2 separate regions of the Zea mays genome follow, and region 1 is linked to region 2. Evidence: chromatin contacts called from public Hi-C data. All regions are on one chromosome and are shown on one strand. The core of a region is the stretch at or near the end of the contact, and the rest is flanking DNA. Distances in the headings are between cores, read along the strand shown. Region 1 holds the start of LOC100381811 (phytochromeB2). Region 2 holds the start of LOC100382149 (Pentatricopeptide repeat-containing protein mitochondrial).

Region 1 (2,937 bases), core at 123-2,622, 750 kb after region 2:
CGCAGTAGCATGTCACACAATAGCGTCTGAGTTCGCAAAATGTGCTTCTCTGACAGCTGGTGCGCAAGCTGCAACTCCATGTTGAGCTGCAGCCCAAATGCCTGCATGAGAAACTCGCAAGCATACCTCAATGGAAAAGGGATACACCGTGGTGATGTATGGTGGCACACCACTAACCCCCACAACTTCATTGATGAGGAGATGGCACCCCGACCTGTTCGCTCGTCGTCACCACCACTGCTAATGATGACTGCCATAACAAGCGACGCAATTGACCCCATGTTCGCCATGTACTGTGCATGGCACCCGTGCGGAGCGCGTAGCGTGGAGCCTACCAAACACAGCTGCTGCGACAGCCCAGGATCTTGTATGACTCTCACCGGGATGGCATGGCAGTCTGCGATCATTCGCACGCGGTTCTGCTGGAACAGGAACCGCGACGCCTGGGGGATATCTGTGGCGGGATAATGCAATCCGAGGTAAGGCTCAAGGTTATCGCGCCGGCTCTCTGCGACAACTTCCCCGTGCTCGTCTTCATGGAACTTGTACACCATGACACGGTCGTAACCAGTGAGCTCGCGAACATGCTCCACGACTGTGTCGCATAGGAGCTTGACGTCCCCGCCGGGTAGCGCCTGGAGGCGGGAGATGGCGCGGACCGCGAGTTTCTGGGACTGGACTGCGCCGGCGATGGAGAGAGCGGGGTCCTCGGTGCGTGCGGGCTCGAGGTCGATGACGACGCCGACGTCGATGCGGTGGAGGATGGCGTAGAACGGCTTGGAGGAGGCCCTGGAGTGGATCCATAGCGGGTTGAGCAGCGATATCTCGCGCGCGGCGAAGGCGCGCTCCAGCAGGACCGCGGACGAGGGGGAGAAGTAGAGGCGTGCGTCGGCACCAAGGGAAACAGGGGGCAGCGCCACGGAGTCGAGCGAGGGAACGGAGTGGTGCGGCGACAGGTCGAGCAGGTCGGCGGCGTTCTCAGAGAAGGCGAGGAGGCGGAAGGAGGAGTCGTCGGCGACGGCGAGCGTGCAGCCCAAGGGCTGGATGTGGCCGCCGCGCTGGATGCGTGAGAGGTAGGCGGCGATCTGCTGCTCGGAGGACGGCGTGGGCGGCGCGCGCAGCGACTGGGAGTAGTCGAAGCTGCGGCCCGACGCGCCCGACTGCTCGAACACCGCGTGGAGCCGCGCGTCTAGGTTGTACTGAGCGACGGCCTTGGAGACCGACTCCGTGGCCGCAGCGCCCCCGCCACCTCCTCCCGCGCCTGCGCGGGACGTGCTCCCGCCCGACGACTGCGAGTGGTGGTGGTGCGCGTGACGCGGCGCCACGCGTCGCGCGGAGGGGGAGCGCTTGGGGGGGCGACTGTCCGACGCCATGGCGCTTGGGGGAGCTCTCACTGGATTAGGCGGCCCCGTCCGCCGGTCTTGTGCTCGTCAGTCGGCTCGCTCGCCCCCTATGTGTTCGTCCGATACCTTAGCTTTGCTTCACCGTTCCTCGCTGCGCTCATTGATTCACGAGGATAAAATAAAGAAGAAAAATTTGGATCCATACCATTAAAAGATCACCAATTTAGATCTATACCATTACTATCTCACTTACATGTGGGTCCACATGAGTTAATAACACGTGGGGTCCATGGTATATATCTAAAGTTTGGATCTTTTAATGGTATAGATCCAATTGTTCCAATAAAGAAGTGGGGATGTAAAGTGGGGGGCGTGGAGCCAAGGATATTGCGCGCGAGGCGATGCGCCGATGACGATGGCTGTGATGGGGATGGTACTAGGGGATCGGGGCTCGGCAGGGGTTCAGGTCTGGAATGGATTGCGCTCGCGCTGGGGCCTGAAGTGGATGCGGATACTTTCGCCTTTGTAGGCTTGTAGCTAACCGCTGAAGACGGGGATTGTGCTTCCTTTTTCTTTATTTATTCTTCTTTTTTTTAAAGATCCAATGACCAGTCTTGCGTCGGGTACTCCTCCGTTCCCGTGTATAAATCCATTTACATTTGCTATAAGTTAAATAGTAAAGTGTTTGTAGGTTACTATAGTTTCTACTTATTGCTAGTACGTTGCTATGATTTCTATTTATATTTATGGTGTTGTTTGGAAGCACATAATTTTAAAAAAACTGATTTATAGAAAATAAATTCTCAAGTTCTTAAAAACCAAGAAGCTACTCTCCTCTAACTAAAACTAGCTTGTGTTTGTTTAATTGCATCACGCTCTCATTGATTTCATAGAATTTACATCTATTGACACCACTTATAAAAATAGAGAAAAGATATGTTGATAATTGTGTATAGAAAAAACTAGAAACCGATTTCTTAGAAATTGAGTTTCAAACATCTCCACCAAACTTATTTTCATAAATCAGTTTCTAAAAAACGGGAGACAGAATTTGGTTTTTTTTAAAATCGGTGTGCTTCAAAATATTTTCTAAGTGTCGAATATAAAATACAAAGATATATATGCTTAGTTGGCTAGGTGAATAGGAATATCGGTGTAGAGTTGACAACCATCAGGCCCGTGCACAAGCCGGTGCATCCTGTTTGGCTGAACAGGCCCCCCATTTATTTGGGGCCCTAACTTTCCGTGTATGATCTATTAGTAATTCTAATTAGATTATTAGGAACTAGAATGTAAATCCTGCCGCGTGCAGCCTGCTAGACGGACACAATATATCTTTCTTTAATCATTTCTCCTATCGTTCGACGTGACCTTGTTTCGCCTGCTGCCTGATGGGCGACGATCACAGACATTTGTTTCGCCTGCCACCAGCGCACAGCGTGATTCTACCGTCTACACTACACTCGTTCGTCGTCCAGCGGTAGACAGCCAACGCGGCAACAACGATCTCCCTCCGTCACTTGCTTTGTGTCTTGATATTTAGGAAATAAAGTGTTCAAATCATAAGGTACCTCTAACATCCTACTGTATACAT
Region 2 (3,202 bases), core at 562-3,061:
TTCTTACCAACCCTTTCCCCAACCTCACTATCGCCATGCTTCCAACAGGCACCAAGCAACGCACCCCATGCTGGGACATCAGGTGACATCGGCATGCTCTGAATCATGTCTTCAGCCTCTCTGACATACCCAGCACGTCCAAGGAGATCAACCATACATCCATAGTGTCTGATATTTGGTACAATCTGGTACTTATTCTGCATCAACTTGAAGAATTGACGGCCCTCCTCAACTAGGCCACCATGTCTGCAAGCACTCAGAACTCCAGTGAAAGTTATCTCATTGGGGACAGCAGTGCCAGTGGCTTCCATCTCGGAGAACATGTCAAGGGATCTTGTAACAAGACCATTCATGGCCAGTCCCACAATGACAGCATTCCAGCAAGGTGTTCCTTTTTCTTCCAACATGTCAAAGACTTCTAGTGCAGCCTCCATGCATCCACACTTCATGTACATGTCAATGAGGCTAGTCCCAAGTACGATAGTGATGTTATATTGGTATTTCCTAATGTACTCATGCACTAACTTTCCTTGCTCCAGAGCAGACAAATTACTACATGCAGAGATGACACTCACGAGCGTAACATCATCTGGTTTGATTTCATGGGCTCTCATGCTGTCAAAAACATTAAGTGCCTCAGATGACTGGTTATTGTGCACACAACCAGCTATCATTGCACTCCAGGAAACGTTGTCCTTGTCAGGCATCACATCAAATAACGCTTTTGCATCTTCGACACGGCCATTCTTTAGATAGCCAGAAATCATCGAGTTCCAGGAGAAGTGGTCCAGACTCTCACCATTATCAAACAATCTCCGTGCTGCAACAACATCCTGACAACTTGAGTACATGTGGATCAGCACATTCTGGACATTCACCCGAGAACCAAGGCCTGCTCTGACAACCAGCCCATGGCACACCTCACCGTTCTGAATCACCCCTGACTTAGCGCAAGCAGCGACCACACTGACCATCACTGCCTCGTCCACAGGCCACCCCTCTTCACGCATATCTGAAAATACAGCTAGTGCTTCCATGAACAGATCATTCCGCTCGAAGCAAGAGACCATAGCTGTCCACGTGAACGCATCCCTATGCTCCGCTCCGTCAAACACCCCCCTCGCCTCCTCTACCATCCCTCTCCTCGCGAACAACGCCACCATCGCGCTCACTGCCGCGGCGCTCCTCTCTGGCATCCTCGTAAACACCTTGACAGCCTGCTCGACGTCCCCGTCCCGCACGTACGTGGCGAGGATCGTGTTCCAAGAAACGGCGTCCCACACGGGTCCCGCGTCGAACACCCTGCGCGCGCTCGCGACGCAGCCGCACGCAGAGTACATGTGCATCAGCGCATTCCTGAGGTACAGGTTGTCGCTGAATCCGTGCTTGACGGAGTGGGAGTGGACCTGCAGGCCTTCCCTCACGTCCCCTCTGGCGGCACAGGCGGCGGCGAGGAGCGGGTGCGTGTAGGTGTCGGGCGCCGCGGGCATGGAGGCGTAGAGCGGGAAGCAGAGGTGGGGAAAGCCCTGGCGCAGAGCCGCCTTGAGGAGAGTGTTGCAGGTGAAGGCATTGGGGCTGCGCACGAGCCCGAAGAGTTGGAGGGAGTGGTGGAGCGGATGCGGCAGGAGACGCGCGGCGGTCGCGGAGGTGGTGAAGAGGAGGAGACGGCTGGCGGCGTAGGCGTCAGCAAGGAGGCCCGACGCGAGGAACTGCGCGTGGATTTGAAGGAGATGGCGCGCGGAGCAGCAGCGGGAGAGTTGAGCGTCCAGAATGGACACCGTGAGCATGATCAGCTGGCTCAGCGCGCTGCGGCGGCGGACTTGCCGGCGGGAGAGCGAGCGGCTCAAAGCAGGTTGCAGGCTACGTGCCTACGTGGGCTGCCGGATGGGTAACGGGTTACAACCGAACTACATGGGGTTGGTGGGTACTGGGTAGCTTGGCCCGCTGTCATGACCCGATCTAATTGGCCCGAACAACTGGGAACTTGTGGGCCCTTAACAGGCCAAATTCCAGCAAATTTGCAGAGATTTTCATCAGCATGGAATGTAAATAAAAAAACCATTTTATCTCCTAACTATATCGTCGTAGTTTATATTTCGTTCTTGAATTTTAAAACTGAAAAACTCTCAAAGTTAAATGACCTCCTGAACAGGTTAGGATTCTATATCAGATTACGTCACCTTACCTTACCTTGCCGATACACCAATAAATTGCCTGTGAGTATATATAGGATTCGACCTTGTGTATAAACGTTATGTAATATTGTATTAAGTATTTAACCTACTAAAAAAGTCAAACAAAAAAATTGACTACAAAGTTTAAATCTTGGCAAGTAATGCATTTTTTTGGCATAAAAATTTAAAACGAATCTCAAAAAATGTCAATCTAAAATAAATATTGAGACATTAAATAATATTAACAAAAAAACATAGATTGGATCAGCAACTTTGGTATTAACTATATCAACACTCAAAATCTGCCTCATTACATCTAATCATATAGAATGACACTTAAAATGTATGCCTCTGTATAGTGAATAGTTGATACGGATGTCTTAAAATGTTTGTCTTCAAGAGTTGATTTTACAGAGATGTGTGTCCTAAAACGATCGTCTTTTACTAACTGATGATTTTCAGAGACGGTCATGTTTGACCAGGGCACAGGTGCGCAGCTAGGTAGAACACCGTGGATGTACATACACCCACGAAAACTTACAAAACCTGTTAGATCAATTTTCACCTAAAAAATACTACTATGCAACTTTTAAGGCATATGCGTCCTTCTTTTATTCGCTCTAATTTCACCACTATGTTAGGCGGCCTGCTTCCCTGAATGATTTTTGGAGGTGCAGACTTTTCTGAAGGCCTACGACCATTTATTATATATCGAGATGGCTCCTAAAATTATATAGTAATAGTATTACAAGTTTTTTTACATTAAAGTTAATAGAAACATCTTGGAAATGAATCCTTACCAGGGTATCTTAAGGGATTGTTCGGTTAGCTCTCAATTCATGTGGATTGAGTAAGATTGGATGGGTTTAAATCCCAAACAAGTCAAACTTCTTAAGAATTTTTTCTAATCCTATTCAATACATGTGTATTGGGAAAATCGAACAAGACCTAAAATGGTTTTAGGGTCTGAAACATGGCCGTGCTTACTGGTTATCCCAGAGACCGGTTACGGACGGCGGGGCAAACGT

The links. Hi-C and Micro-C count contacts between places; a contact is called where the count stands out from the background.
Region 1: a Hi-C map of ear shows a contact between it and region 2, with 2.3 times the contacts expected there. The contact joins the promoter of LOC100381811 here to the promoter of LOC100382149 in region 2. A contact is called at or near these places in 2 of 25 Hi-C or Micro-C datasets (ear and tassel).

Annotation. Positions count from the first base shown.
Region 1 is chr9:141,027,197-141,030,133 of Zm-B73-REFERENCE-NAM-5.0, forward strand. It overlaps LOC100381811 (phytochromeB2), which reads right to left and starts at 1,373. Exons shown (of 4, transcript NM_001174606.1): 1 at 1-1,373. The coding sequence starts at 1,373.
Region 2 is chr9:140,277,554-140,280,755 of Zm-B73-REFERENCE-NAM-5.0, forward strand. LOC100382149 (Pentatricopeptide repeat-containing protein mitochondrial) reads right to left here and starts at 1,812. Exons shown (of 1, transcript NM_001174909.1): 1 at 1-1,812. The coding sequence starts at 1,787.